2 separate regions of the Hordeum vulgare genome follow, and region 1 is linked to region 2. A link is a contact called in public Hi-C data. All regions are on one chromosome and are shown on one strand. The core of a region is the stretch at or near the end of the contact, and the rest is flanking DNA. Distances in the headings are between cores, read along the strand shown.

The links. Hi-C and Micro-C count contacts between places; a contact is called where the count stands out from the background.
Region 1: a contact with region 2 is called in a Hi-C map of leaf, with 4 times the contacts expected there. The contact joins the promoter of LOC123411667 here to the enhancer-like site in region 2. A contact is called at or near these places in 2 of 6 Hi-C or Micro-C datasets (leaf and seedling) and 1 of 1 datasets of contacts at active chromatin or transcription factors (embryo).

What each region holds. Positions count from the first base shown.
Region 1 is chr7H:594,624,031-594,631,477 of MorexV3_pseudomolecules_assembly, reverse strand. LOC123411667 (protein G1-like2) reads right to left here and starts at 5,749. Exons shown (of 2, transcript XM_045104632.1): 1 at 5,480-5,749; 2 at 3,813-4,983. The coding sequence starts at 4,951. The coding sequence ends at 4,142.
Region 2 is chr7H:594,214,833-594,222,384 of MorexV3_pseudomolecules_assembly, reverse strand. No RefSeq gene overlaps it. Among protein-coding and RNA genes, the nearest start is that of LOC123412903, 8.8 kb to the left of the region's middle. Within about 2 kb of position 2,029, at least 3 of the 3 cell types and tissues checked have open chromatin away from gene starts, as enhancers often do. A contact at or near this core is called in leaf and seedling, where this site is marked.

The sequences.
Region 1 (7,447 bases), core at 4,500-6,999, 410 kb before region 2:
GAACATTTTTTATGTCCTCGATATGAAAATTGGCCCTCTATAATTTTTCCCGCCCTTTCTTTCCCGCCTCCCTTTCCCGCCATTTCTTTCCTGCCCCGTTTCCCGCCAATTTTTTTCCCGCCTCGTTTCCCGCCATTGTCCTTGTCATCTAAGTCTATAAAAGGAGGCATTGGACTCTCTTCCTCCATCATCTAGCCACACTAGAAAACACAAACGCTTTAGTCATTATGAGTTTGCCTTGCTCGGATCAAAGCATTAGGTCTAGAAAAATGAAGAGTGCGAGTTTGCCTTGGGGGGTGGAAGTAGTGCGTTTGTTGGTGCGGTGATCTCTGCAAGGTGAAGGGGGTGACAGTTTTTTCAGATTGGTTGGGCATGAAGTTTTTCATGTGCGCCAATTATGAGGAAGATCCACCCGTTTCTATTTCTACGTACATCAGACCTCCGGTATGCTCAAGTCATCAAGAATAAACACTTATTTGATATTATTGTTTACTTGATATTTATATTTATATTTTTTGTAGTCTCCTCCTCCTCCGTGCATGTACTATCATTGAATTGACATGGAAATGTCGGACTTGGCGGTGATCGAGATTCATGAAAGAGATCGTCGTGCATGGGATAGTTTGGACTTGGAAGAGCGCCGCGAGAAGGCCGAAACAGAGGGGAAAGAAGAGGAGAAGAAAGAATGGCAAGAGTACTGTGTGAAGCAGAGGGCTATGATTTATGAGATGCACAAGAAAAATCGAGAAGAGGAACTTTGACTGGCAGAGGTTTATAGAGAGCGACAGGAGGCCCGTGATGCTAAGAGGCAGAGAAAGAAAGAAATGGCTCGTTCGGCCAAGGAAGAAGCTGGTGATGGAAAAGGAAAATATCCACGTTGGGCTCAGTAGATTTATGTTATTGTATCCTCAAATTGAATACTTTCAGCAAGTTGTATCTTAATTTCGGCAAGGTGTATCTTAGTTTGAACATGTTAAGTTTTCCGGCCATATCTTTCCCGCAATTTCTTTCCCGCCTTGCTTTCCTACCATTTCTCTCCGTCCTCGCTCTCAGGCACCTATAAAAATTCCCCTCCACACTAAGGTGGGATAGCATTGTAGTCCAGTAGCTAACTCTCCTCAAGATGTCCCATTATTCTTTTGATCGTAGTTTTCACTCTTGTATGTCTGAATGTCTTCTGCGCTTAGCTAGCAATTTCAAGATAGACAATAGAATAGTTGCATTGCACGAACTCATCAGTAGTGACACGCTATTGAATGAGGTTGCCCATGCATTTGCTAGGAAGGGGTGGCCTCAAAGGACATTTGAGGAGATACGGAAAGAACTTATCAGGTTGAATGAAAGATGGAAGAATAAAGGCCAACACATACACGATGGAGTAAAACATCCATTTTTATGGATGGACGACAGCGAGGACGAAGACGATATCTTCATGCCGAGTACCAAGGACAAGAGTACCTCATCATCGAAGGGAAAGATCTCTGCGTCGACGAAGGACAAGAGCTTTGCGTCATCGAAGGGCAAGAGCTCCGCATCGACGGAGGATGACGATGATGCCTTCATTTAGTTCAGTCGTGCCTTTTAATTCAGATGTATACCGTAGTATGTGTTTGTAATCTCAAGTTGTTGGTAGTATAAGTGTTATCCCCGCTGAACCAACTAAGCATAGAAATAGAACATATGTCTCATACATAATTAGAGAGCCATGTCTCTAATGATAGATAGAAGCCTTACTAACGATGTCTGCCTTGGCGCTCTGGCAGTGGGGGAGGCGTATTCCATCCAAATCTAGGGGGGGGGGGGGCTAATGTTACGAAGAGGAATCTCGGACCCGCCCTGGTCATTCTGTGTATCCTGTGTGGGCCATGGTGGAGGAGTCGAAAACATGTCCAACCACATGTTTTGCTGTGATAGTGGTTCTTCTTATTCCCCAGCGCACCCGGATCTGGATGCCGACGCCTCTTGATATGCATAGGAGCCTGCGGGAGGGACCATACCAATTTGATGTGCCTAAAACATGAAACACATCTTGGGACTGTGATGTTGTAATGTCGGCTGAAACACGAAGCTCGACGAGGGAGCATGGTGTTGTGGGTGATGCCACGCCGAACTACCTGCCTGGGCAGGAGGCAGTGGATGGGGCGTCGGTTGCTGTTCTAGACGTGGACTACCCCATCGCGGGTGAGACGAATGGCTTGGCTACCCTAACCCTATACGATACAACTACGATGAAAAATGTGGGAAAAAATGACTAGGATTAGTTTAGAGATGAGAGAGTTTTTGGGTTGGGAGAGAAGGAAAGAGGAGAAGGAGAGAAAGAAAGAGACAAGGAGGAGGAAGAAGGGGAGGGGGAGCGGGCTGGCTCAAATCGGCCACCTATCGGCCTCGTCATGGCCCAAAGGCCTACCGGCCATGCCAGGGCCGACTGGCTCCCCTCCAGGCCGAGTGGGCGCGAGCGACGTGGCCCGACCAATAGTCGGCTACCACATGGCCGACTGGGGGCTAATCGGCCACACCAAGGCCGACAGGTGATACTCGGCTACGGGTCGGCCTCGGTCCGGCCGAGACCGTTATATTTTTCGTTTTTCTTAAAAAAATGCTATATTTTTCAAATTCAACAAAAAACCCAATATTTTAAAAAAGTTAGCTAGTTGTCGCTACTCTATGCATTTCAATGTATATATTTTTTTTCATATTTTTGTTGTTCGTTGTGCAGTCAGAAGATGAACAGATCAAAAGTTTTTCGAAAAAACATGTAGGGACGGTAGTTTCTTCTGAAGTCGTGTACAGTAATGATGCTAGATTTAGGAGGTTCGTAAGATTTTCGAAAGGTGTAAGGAAAAGAATGAAACGAGATGATATTGTTATTTGTTATTATCGTACGGATAATTTGTTAGTTATTACAGAGCATATACAGACGATAATGTTCCTTAGGTAAGTTGTCTATATCTTACTCACAAGTTGTGAGGTCTATTTTAACTTTTGACAAGACATATCGTCCTATGGTCATCTACAGCGTCGAAAACTCTAAAGTAAACTTTATACCGCTCCAAATGCTTCACCCTTGCACCATCTCTTTGGCCAGCACATAAGATTTTTGTCTGTGTGGCCTAAAAATTTAATGGCGAGCGATGATCTCTTATAGAAATGTCTCTTATCTTAGTACTTAGATACGGTCTCCATCCGCAAAATGATTGATATATTAGTAACTCTCACATTACCATCCAATTAGACGACTCAGATAATCTTAATAAAAGTAGGGTCTACAATAAAATACCAGATCTATGTCAGATACAATGCATGCAGATGTTGTGTCCAAACATCTAACATGCATTAGGATATGATGTTAAGAGAAGATGCATTGGAAATGGTCTAAGGCCCCACTTGTAGTGAAGAAACGTGCAAAGACTTCAATGCTAGCTGTGTGGATTTTCTATGCAAATTCTTGCAAGATTTATCATATAAATTTAATATCCTTTCGATGCCCCACGTGCAAACAAATTGGAAGCACACGACCAAGATCATATCATATGAATCAAGAATTTTCTTGCCCGGGAATCGAGAAATATATACTGAAAGAATGAAAGATGAAACCTACGATGCAAGATGTAAATTCTCGAAGGTGAAACATCACCAAGATTAAGCATGTATTACACATGAAACAGTGCAATGGCAATGCTAGTCACACGAACAAATTAAAATACTAGGAGCACATCAGTAAGATCTGTCCGACGACAGGAAAAATGCAACAAATACATCAAACCATGCATCAATCGGTCAGCAGTGCACACATTCTAGCAGTGGAAATCCCCTTGCAATTTCAATCGAGCCTTGGATTAATTATTTCTGCATACACAAATCAACCAAGCGTGCACGAACGCTGCTAGAAAGTAGAAACCCTACAGTAGCAAGGAGGAGGAGCACCACTAGCTCCGAGCAAGAAATGTAGCCAAAAGGGTGAATAGTGTTGGGTAAGGACAACAACAGTGCGTCCGCGCGGTGATCGATCGATCGATGGGGTTCATCCGGCGATCGATCGAGATTACGGCTAGATATATAGACCTCCGAATTAACTTACTTAAGACCTACCTTGCGATTGCATTTGCTAGGATCGCAACCATGGATGCGGCCGGGGAGCTCGCTAGTTGAACACGGAGAGCGGCAGCATGCACCCCGCCGCGTGCGCCTCCGCTGCCGCTGCCATCGCCATGGCCATCTCATCGCCGCCGTTCCCGCCGCTGTGGCCATTGCTGTGGCCGTTGCTGTTTCCGCTGGAGCTGCTCGGGACGGCGGCGTCCGCCTCATGGCTGCCTGGCATCAGGAAATGCCCGTGCATGAAGTGCTGCGGGTGTGGGATGAAGTAGTGCCCCTGCGCCGGCACGGCCCGCGAGACGAGGACCTCCGGGGCTCGCTCCGGGGGCGGCGCGGCTACTTGCGTGGAGGTAGGCGGGGGTGGGGACGGCGCGGGCTTGGCCGCCTTCTGGGACGACGACGGTGGCGGGCGCTTCCGGCGCTTCTTCTCGTAGGCGATGCCGCGCGCCTTGGCCTGGGAGTCGCGCACCTCGCGGAGGTAGAGGCGGACGGCGCGCGCGCCGAACGGGTTGGCCTCGGGCCGCCCGCCGTGCTCCTCGAAGGCGGCGCGCAGGCGGCCGACGAGCGCGTCCAGGCTGCCCCAGGCCTGGCGGAGCGGGCACGGGCACGGCGCCGGCGGGGAAGGGTGGCCGAAGAAGGGGCAGCCCGGGGCGTGGACCTTGGTCTTGCCGAACTGGTCGAGGTAGCGGAGGAACTCCAGCACGTGGGCGCCGCTGCACCGCGAGAGCTCCAGCGGCGGGCGGTGGTTGCGCAGGTACTGCCCGAACGTGTGCCAGTCCCGGCGCTTCTGCGACTCGTACCTGCTCGGCCGCACCGCCGCCTCAGCCGCCCCCGGGCTGTCCACCAGCGCTCCCTGCATGTCCGTCCTGTCCTCCTGCTTTGACCTCAGATCTGCATGCGAGACGACCGCCCGTCAGTACACACGGAGCCGCCTGAAACCAAAAGAATCTGGATTTTCACACTGCAGCCAGCCAGTGAGCTAGCTGCTCATCAGCTCGCGGCATGGTTCTTCAGCTCAGCTCACGGGCAACTAAAAAATCAAGCTAAGCACCGGCGAGAGTCTGTAGGTGTACACGATATCCTTCTCGAGGGCACAAGAAATTTTGACTCTAGGGTTTCCTAAAGGGAGAATCGAAGGATCAGCAGAAGCTGGTCCTGAGCTATCTTGAAGTACGGTGCAGGCCCGGACCAGAGCGTGGCATCCAAGTCGGCCTGAATCTCACCTCGGCCGCTGCGGCAGAGCAGCATCAGCCAAGAAACTGACACACACGCGCGCGCGCACGCGCTGGCCCGCGGTCATCTCAGCCGCACAACCAGCAGTTAGCCGCTGGCCGCCGGAGGGCCCGCCCGGAGCTACAGTAGGACGAAGATCGACCACAAATCTTACCTGGCAAGCACGCGATCGACGACGCCGGCCTGCCGTGGAGGGAGAGAGAGATCGATGCCGAGCCGAGGGAGCGAGCAGCGGGTGCGTGGGTGACTGGGTGTGGTGGCGAGAGAGAAAGAGGGGGAGGAGAGACGGTAGGGTGGGCGGGGAGGTGTGTATATAGGCGGGCAGATAGCCGCGGCACGGGCGGAGAGGGGAGGGGGGCCGTGGGAAAGCTGCTGTGTGGGTGAGGGGACGGAATTGAGCTGGGGGAGCGGAGCTAGCAAACTTTTTTGTTGATGATGCGGGCGGGTCAGTGAGTGAGGAGACGGAGACCGACCTGACCGGTGGCGGTGAGTGACCCCAATCATTTAAGCCCTCGGCAGGTGCAACAGTGTTGCTGATGCATCTACGTACTGTACGTACGCACCAACCAGGCCGCCCGTGTTTGTATTTCTGCATGCGATTTATGAATGTATGTACGCCCATTCTCCAAAGGTTTCTTTTGTGGGCATGTGAACTAAACGTTGAAACCATCTTTTGTAATCCGGAGTATGTACTTACGAGAGTCGTCCCGTTGGCGAATTTATCTCAACATGCAAATGCAAGCGTGTCACCAAACCATATACAATTGTAAAATAGGATAAAGTCGACGTCAATATCCAATTATGTATGAAGAAGACCCACCACAACATCCAATCTCGGGTTTTTTTTTTGTGTTTGTTGGAAATTCTTTGCTGTAAGTAATTTTCCTCTTTTTTTTTCTTTTCTTTCATGAGAAAAAGAACTAAAATATTTCAGTGTGTTTTATGAATTTTCTTTCTCTTCTTGAGTCGTCGTAAGGAGATGACCTCGTATACATCATCGAGTGGCTCTTATGTCCTTTACTGTTGAACTAATAAAAGGCCAAATATTCGCTTGTCTTCTGCTTTTATAAAGTACGTGTAAATTTCAGCTTAGTTCACTACACACTTACATTGTCATAATTTTCTCACCATTCAGTCGTGAAGGTGAAAAACAATAACGACGATAATTTAATAAAGTGATCGTGGTGAAGAAAATCTAGTATGAACTCTACTTGCTTCTATTTTATAAATATGCTTAAATCAGTAATCTTAATTCAGCCTATTATGAGTAAACATGTGTATGGTGATAATTAAAAATTACAATTGCTCATGTCTTGCTTAAATAGTTAGGAGTGGATAATATGTTTCTTGGGTGTTAACATGCATTAAAATGATGATGATGTGGTACGTTACTATGTTAGGATGGTATCCTTATGAGAAATTCGGGTGGCTTGACTTGGCACAGGTTCACGTATTTAATTATTTCAAATTCAATATTGCCTCTATGTTATTTTTGTTCAGAGTGTTTATATCCCCCTCATGCTCATGTTCACTGTTAATTATTGAAAATGCATGATTATGACCATTATCGCTCTCTAGTTGGTCGCTTCTCAATCTATTTGTTAGCCTTTACTTGTACTAAGCGGGCATACCTCTTGTGCATCCAAACTCCTAAATTTTTTATGCCATAAGAGTCCATCATAATAACCTATATGAGGTATTACCCTGTCGTTCCAAGAAAATTTGCATGCACAATCTTTAAACCTTCAAATAAATACATGTTTTGTGTACCCAAATGCTCATGGAGCGGTTGGGTGCTTAATGTCTTCCATGCTAAGTGTGTTTAACTCACAACGAGAGTTTATTAGCTCGTCAACTTTGAGGGAGGCTAACAACAAGGACGCCCAGTCCCGCTTAATTCATAAAAATAGGAATAAAAACTCCCTTGAAATGTTGATTGTTTGGAGGACACCTCTAGATTCGGCTAGCCATGTAAGTGTTTGTATGGTGGAGGGGGGGGGGTAAAAATTCCTTTCTATTTGGCAACCAACATTAATGTGTTTAGCATGGAAGATATCAGAAGCTCAACTGTAAACCATGTTTTAAAAAGTATACCTCTCAAAACTAAAATTTTCTTTATTTT
Region 2 (7,552 bases), core at 780-3,279:
TTTAATTTTTGGAGCATGTTTTTTGTATTGATATGAAATATTCCAATTATAAGAATTGAATTGTTTTATCTAATAATTATCTTATATGCTCATCTATTCCAATGCAGAAACTGCAGCTAATTATGAACCTATACTCATTAACGGATTTCCTAAGTTATGTTTGCGCATTTGGCAATATGAAAAAGTCTGGCCACAATGACGACACATAGTGTGGGAGAGGAAGAGAAGCTTGTATCTTCCCCTTTATTATTTTTATGTAATCATCATCACGGTTGTCACCCACACCCACCCAAAAAAGATTAATATATGGCAGGGTTCATCCGGCATGCATGTCATGCGCAGGTTAGTTGCATGGTCCGCAAAACTTCGCTGAAAGGCTGAAACGACCATGACCTACTCGCCGATAGCACCGAAGCAAGCCATAGGATCGTTTGCCACAACAGCAGGGTGGCCAAACCCGCCGCATTTGGAAGCAACCAACAACCATCCTTATTAATATTGACGCTCTTGTGGCTCAACGAACCAGCCTGAAAGAGTCGGGTGATGATGATTCTTCAAGAGGAAAATGGACAAACACAAGAGAGTGATGTTTATTACAAAACATTCACTATTGTCGTGTCTGGCATGTGTTTTTACTATATTTAAATACACTTTGATCTAATTTATTTATTTCAATATATTTTGTCTTCTATGAACGCATCAGCAACTTCTATATTTAGTGAAAGCCTCACCGGAAAAATCATCGGGTTCGGGGTACCATGTGGAGCTATGTTTGATCAACGTGTGTGTCTAATTTTATTGTTCCGTGGCAACGCACGGATATTAACAACCATCCTTATTAATATTGACTGCAATCTTGCAAAACTACTATCGCGCACTGTTTATATAGCCTTTAATGTTTCTCCTTCTTTATGCATTAGTTCGTTATTTACAACGTGGCTCAATAGAGTGGACGTTGAAATATCGAAAATTATCAGAATTGGGGTATGTGCTTTATTTTGGGCTATATGAAATACCAGGAATGATACCATCTTTAATGGCAAGAACTTCATCAACTTTTTGCAGATTATCTTCAGAGCGACGTCTTGGATCCGTACGTGGTCGTTACTCAGTCATGCGGACTCCATGGAGCTTATGGATATTGGATGGAACCGATGAGAGATGGTCGCACGGACTATCTTCAGTCGATTTGAATGGGGATGCTAATAATAAATTAGATGTATAGACATCGTAGTCTGTTTTTAGTGACGCTGGATATGACAGTTTGCTTTTTATTATATCTTTGTTTTCATTATTTTGCTTCAAAGACTTGTGGAGCTAAGACATTATTTTCAAACTATTTTAATAAAATGGCTGCATGCATCGATCGGTTGATGCAGAGGCCGAGGGCTAAGTTCCTTCTTTTCAAAAAAAAAAACAAGGACACACCCTAAGCAGAAAAGTATACTTGCACTGTGTGTGCGTAGCATATGTATGAAATTCCAAAAATGCTGGACCTACTAAAGCCTACATAAGTTTACTAAACTTTTCAAGTAATCTAAACATGCCCCCCTTGATTTTCAGGGGTGGCTGGGCCTCATCCTCCTCTTAATCCAATCAGTTATTGCCAAGTTAGACTATGACGTAAATGTATTTACGTAGATGTCGCATTGTTCATGAAATTCTGAAGGAGTATGTTGTCTCTCTTGTTCATCGCCAGCTTGATTGTTTCCATAGGGTGAGGGTCCCTCTCCTTCATCCGTGATCGCGCAGCCGGCAATCCATCACTCCATCAGGCGGGCCTCATCGATCGTAGCATGTCTGCCTCAGTATGTATCTGCAGATAGATCTAGCATGTTCTCCGGTCCAGCCCTCCGTTTCTGACTTTGTGAGAACGCCAGGTAGAAAAATGTTCCGGTCGCCCCTAGTCCCCAACGGTAGCGACAGCTCCAAGTTGCCCCTAGCTGGTGCGGTGGGGGAGACGATTGATCGAGCTAGACAACGACCTGGTTAGGCGCGCGCGAGTTGACAGCACGGAACTAAGCCGTGTCACGCGGATCAGGCCGGATCGGTTCCCCTTCCCCTACAGAGTTCTGACCATCCGAGCGACACCCCGAAAGCAACACCGCTCCCTGACGGATCGATCAACCAAGGGACTGCAGCACCACCGTCCGGCGGTTCCGCCCCAATGATTAACGAGTTCTCATGAATAATTTGAGCGTCAAGTGAGATCCCTCCTAGTACGAGCAACGCCTGGTTCGCCAAACTGGATCCGGCAGCAACCGGTCTGAACAAATCAGCTCGGCCTAGGACTAGAATAAGCGCCTAGCCGTCTCATCCTACGGGCTAACTTTGAGGTGCAGATTTGATCCAAAGAAACAAATTAGTGAGCGTACGGGGCTGTTCCATGCATGTCTGGCTGCCGGTGCCAGCCCGCGTGTGGCTTGAGATTGTGCTCGTCTTTTCAGCACCCCAAAGGCCACCCACCAAAGTGCATGCGTGCCGAGCAAAGCCTAGCTAGCAATTGGTACTCCTGCTACTGCCGGCGTGTGAGTGTGGTAGTACAAGGTACATTTCTCCAAAGTAAAATCGCGAGAGGCGACAGGAGCCAGCCCGAGATCTCCTGCGTACGTACGTCCGCGTCTGCGTATGCATGCCTCCCGTGGTGGGAGTGGGGAGGCGTCTTGTCTTTAATCATGGGCGCAGGGCAGGCTCGAGTTCACCGCCGAGTAAACAATTCGGAGGATGAATGGATGCGCGGAGGCCACATCGCCGGCGTGCTTAAACAAATGCGGCGGACGGGACGTGACGGCCGCCCGAGGCGGCGGTTTGGTGGGGAAATCTTGCGAGAATCCCCGGTCCATGATTTGGCGCTCTCTCTCTCTCTCCGATGGCTCGTGATTTGGCTGGGTGTATGTGGTGACGGGCGAGATCGGGGAGGTTTTCCTGTTTCCTCGTCCTCATGCAGAGCCTGGTAACGGTCGATGGAACGAAGGTTGGTTTTGAGACTATATTGTTTAAGCACACGGATCAAGTAACGCGGTGTGTTCACGGATGACATTTTGTAGAATGTGATAATGCTGTAGCATCTTGTATTCCTTTGTCCTGTTTGCGGTTATTGCGCTTAGATTAGAGCATCTACAAACAGACTACAAATTCGACATATCAAACGTCCGTGGACAGTGACTAATCAACCCTTAAATAATGCATTCTACAATCAAAAAATTTAAATTAAAAACTTTAAATCCATTTTCTTGCCTGCAACGTAATTCTAATAGTAAATTGAGCTCGTCCGGCTTCGTCGTGCTCATATCCGATGGGCGGCTGCGCCAGTCGTAGTGTTTGCCGGTTCGTCTAGGAGGTAGAGTAGGACATGCGATACTAGCCGGCTCACAGGAGTCGAGCTCCCGATGTCTCCCATGCATGCCCTATTTTTCCTCGTCCCAGCTCACAAACCGAACGATTCCCGTGGACGTGAGATCAATGATGGATTCCTCCTGGGAGGAGCCGACACACCAACGAAGGAGTTGCGCGTCCTCTAGCTTGACACACCAACGAAGGAGTTGCGCGTCCACCATCACTTCTGACGCCACACGGACCGCACTGCCTCCGGTGAAGCAGCTATATGGTACCCATGTCGACGAATCAATGCACCGGTTGGGAGGACGCAATTGATTCCTGACAAAATGAGTCCACGCGCTGTCTTCGGGCGGCCTCCTCCCAAGTGGCGAAGCCAGGAGGGAAATGGAGGGTGTGCACATCTCAGAAAAAAAACTCAACCAGATTTTTTAGGCTAAATAAGTACATATTAAAATAAAATTCTTCAAATTCTGGATGGGCCATGGCCCACCGTGACTACACGCTGGCTCCGCCACTGCTCCTCCCGGTAGCGGTGCAGCGCAAGCCGTACGAACATCTCCTTCTCAGGACTGAGTGGGATGAGCTCATAATCGACGGATCGGGATGTGTAGGACTCACATCCGCTACCCGCCATGCTGGAGATCGCCAGGCGGGAGCTTGGATGGCAGAATGGAGCGGAGGAGAGTGGAGTGGAGTGGAGTGGTTAGGATTTCGTCTGAGAAACGGATCATAACGAATATATGTAGGGGTTAGGTGGTCCAGTGTGGCCCGGATCTGACGTGGCGGAAGCGCCCGATCACGCTTGGGACTTCTAATATCTGCATTGGGATGGATATTAAGGGTGTCCGTCAGTCCTTACGTTTGAGGCCGATTTGTGGCTTTCGTGTGAATTGTGTTTTTGATTGGTCACTGACCAGGTCGTTCGTCCATGCATTTGGGGCGGATTCGGGGTTTCTCGTTGTAAATGCTCTTAGATCCCATATTTTATAAATTTTACAGGATCTCAAAAGGCAAATAAGTGCATTCCTCAATTTTAGTGCTTGTTTATAATTGTAAAACAGTGGTTGTGCAAAAAAAAAATGCAACATTTTTACCCCGAACATGTGATGTGGTGGTTTATTCCTTTATCCATTTTTACAAGTCCATGTGGCAGGTGTCGGATGCCAACACGCAAGTGGAACTGATCAAAGGCTTCCCTTGGCCATCTAACCGCACACAAACCATCGGATAAGCTGCACCGCCCATACGATTTGGTCATGCCAAACTTGCTGACTAGAGGGAAATATCTAGCGCACCTAGCCATTTTGTGCTACCTGTCTAACAAAATCCATTTTAGGAATGTCAAAAATTCTAAATAAAAATATGTTGTACTAGCAACAAGAATCTTTCATATTACGAAGTTTTAGGTTCAAATTAAAAACACGGCATTAGTAAACACAAAAGAAAAATTTACAATTATATACAAAATGGGCTGAATTCAAGGCCCAGGTTGCATTAGGTACTATTAACAGCATGCTTTGTCTTTTTTTGATTTCTAACTTTGTACGTTGAATTTGAATCTAAAATTTTGTACTATGGTAGATATGTGGCATACTTACATTCACAAAATTTCTATTTTTTCCAGTTTATAAAGTGAGATACGGACATCGGTGCATCGGTAGCATCAAATTCACCGTTGCACCAGATACGTTCCCACGAGATCAGTGGCGGAGTGCTTGAAAATCTGGGCGGGCCATCTCATGGTCCATTTTATTCTTATATCCCTAGGGAATTTTTATTGGGCCAGGCGGCCATTGCACATTTTTTGTTGGTCAGTGCTCCACCACAACCGTAGGAGATGGTACATAGTGCGACAATTGAGCGTAGCGTGGCGACATCCGAATTCACCATCAACAATCGACTTTGCTGCGTTGTTAGTGTTGTTAAGTTTCTTTGAAAAACTTATTATGTTTCAAAGTATAAGGTATATAACTTTTTTGATAAGTCAAACATTTACATTTTGATCAAATTTGTAGAGATACATTTGAAAGTCCATAATATGAAATAAGTATGATAGATTTATTATGAAATGAATTTCATATTTTTTACTTAATATTGTGGATGTCACTATTTTTTCTCTAAACTTGGTCAAAGTTAAAGAGATTTATTTTTTCAAAAAAACTAAAACCATTTATATTTTGAAATTTATAAAATATTTAGTTTGACAGGTAAGGAGATGGTAGAGTGTGTTTATTTTTATTTATAATGAGGTGATTTGGTGGGACTTTCGTAATGTGATATGTGATATGTGTTATTTGCTAACCAACATATATTTGTATGAAAAAAAATTCTGCGACGGTGGTTGTATGACTATATTGGTTCTATAATATCATATGGTTCCTTATTTTTTCTAGATGGTGAGATAGTGTGTGGGATTAATATGTTTCTATAAGTCGATTGTTGTTGATTGATTTATTAAATAGTTGGCCCGGTCAAAATCATAAAGCAAATCCAAAATTGGATACCTCAACTCAATGAAAGAGCTTCAAAATTAGAGAAAAAACATATGGCACTCCTACGGGAGAGATCCCTGAGAAATTATTGATCCGGTTAAAATTGATTGACCTAATTCTAAGACCTCAATTTATTGTGAGGTCTTAACAATTAAAAAGCATAGTGTATAGTATAAACCAATTGAACGAGAGAGCTTCGAGGAATTATTGACCGGATGATAATCAGGTGACCCAATTCTTATTAAAGACCTCAATTAAATGTGAGCTTTCTAAAAACAGAAAGCTTAGTGTTATAGAGGAAGTGATTGATTTTGGTCTCATCAGACTCTTCATGCGCCACACGCCCCACCCTATGGAACGCATCAACCAACCTATTAACATGCCTTCTGCCGTCAAGGAGGCTTTCCTTTCCATCGAAGCCAACTTGCTAGTTGCTACCACTGTGATGTCGTCAAATCCCTGATAAAAACCAATCCTCTATCATTCTGAAGATAAATACCAACACAAAATCTTCTTTAATTTTGTAGTGTTACAATGAAATTAAAATATATATTTCAAAACAAAAGAGATATGTTTTTTTTCAAGTATCATGAAATATTGAAGCGATCACTAATGTATTATGAAGGCCCGTGCAATACTTGGGCGGAAAACGAAAGTAAACAGAAAAACTAGGGAGTAGTTGTGTCTGGGGCATAGAAGGAGCACAGTGCTCAAGGAAAATCCTATTGGACGCTCACTGCATCATAATGTTGGGGCTTCACATAGGGATATGCCAGCGATCATTTGGGGGTGGGCCCGCCTGTTTAAGGTTCCAACGCCCCTGGTTTTGCCAACCTTCTCGAGGTTCCAGCCTGTTTTTTTTTCTGGTTTTCAGAAACTTTTAGAAGGTTTCCTGAACTATTTTTTTTCCTTGTTCTTTTTTATAATTTCTTTTTTTCTTTTCTCCCATTTCTTTTTTTTTTCTTTTTTTTTTCATATTTTAATTTCTAATTAATTTATATTTTTTGCACAATTTAAAAAATATTGATGATTTTAAAATTTGTGCACAATTAAAAAAATGTTCATGATTTAAAAATTTGTTCACAAATTGGAAAATGTTCATGTTTCAAATTTTGTTCACAATTTGAAAAATGTGTGCGGTTTCAAGATTTGTTCAAAGATTGGGAAAATGTTTGCAGTTTTGTAATTTGGGTCACGAATTTCAAATTTGTTCACAGATTAAAAAAATGTTCATGGTTTCATAATTTTGTTGACGAATTTGAAATTTGTTCATGTTTCAAAATTTGTTCACAGATTCGACAAATGTTCGTGGTTGAAGGAAAAATGTTCAGAACTTTATAATTTTTGTTCACGAATTTGAAATTTGTTCGTGTTTCCAAATTTGTTCACAATTCAAAAAAGTTCATGCTTTCAAAATTTGTTAACAGATCCATAAAATGTTCACAATTTGATAAGCTTGTTCATGATATTGACATTTATTCACAATTCGAAAAATGTTTATGGTTTCAAAATTTGTTCACAATTCAAAATTTGTTCATATTTCAATTTTTGTTCACAATTTGAAAAATTTTGTGGTTTCAAAATATGTTCGCAGATTCAAAGATGACCATGGTTTTATAATATTTTCAGGAATTTGAAATTTTTTTATGTTTCAAAATTTATTCGCAATTCAAAAAATGTTCATGATTTCAAAAAGATGTTCTGAATTTTTAAAAATGTTA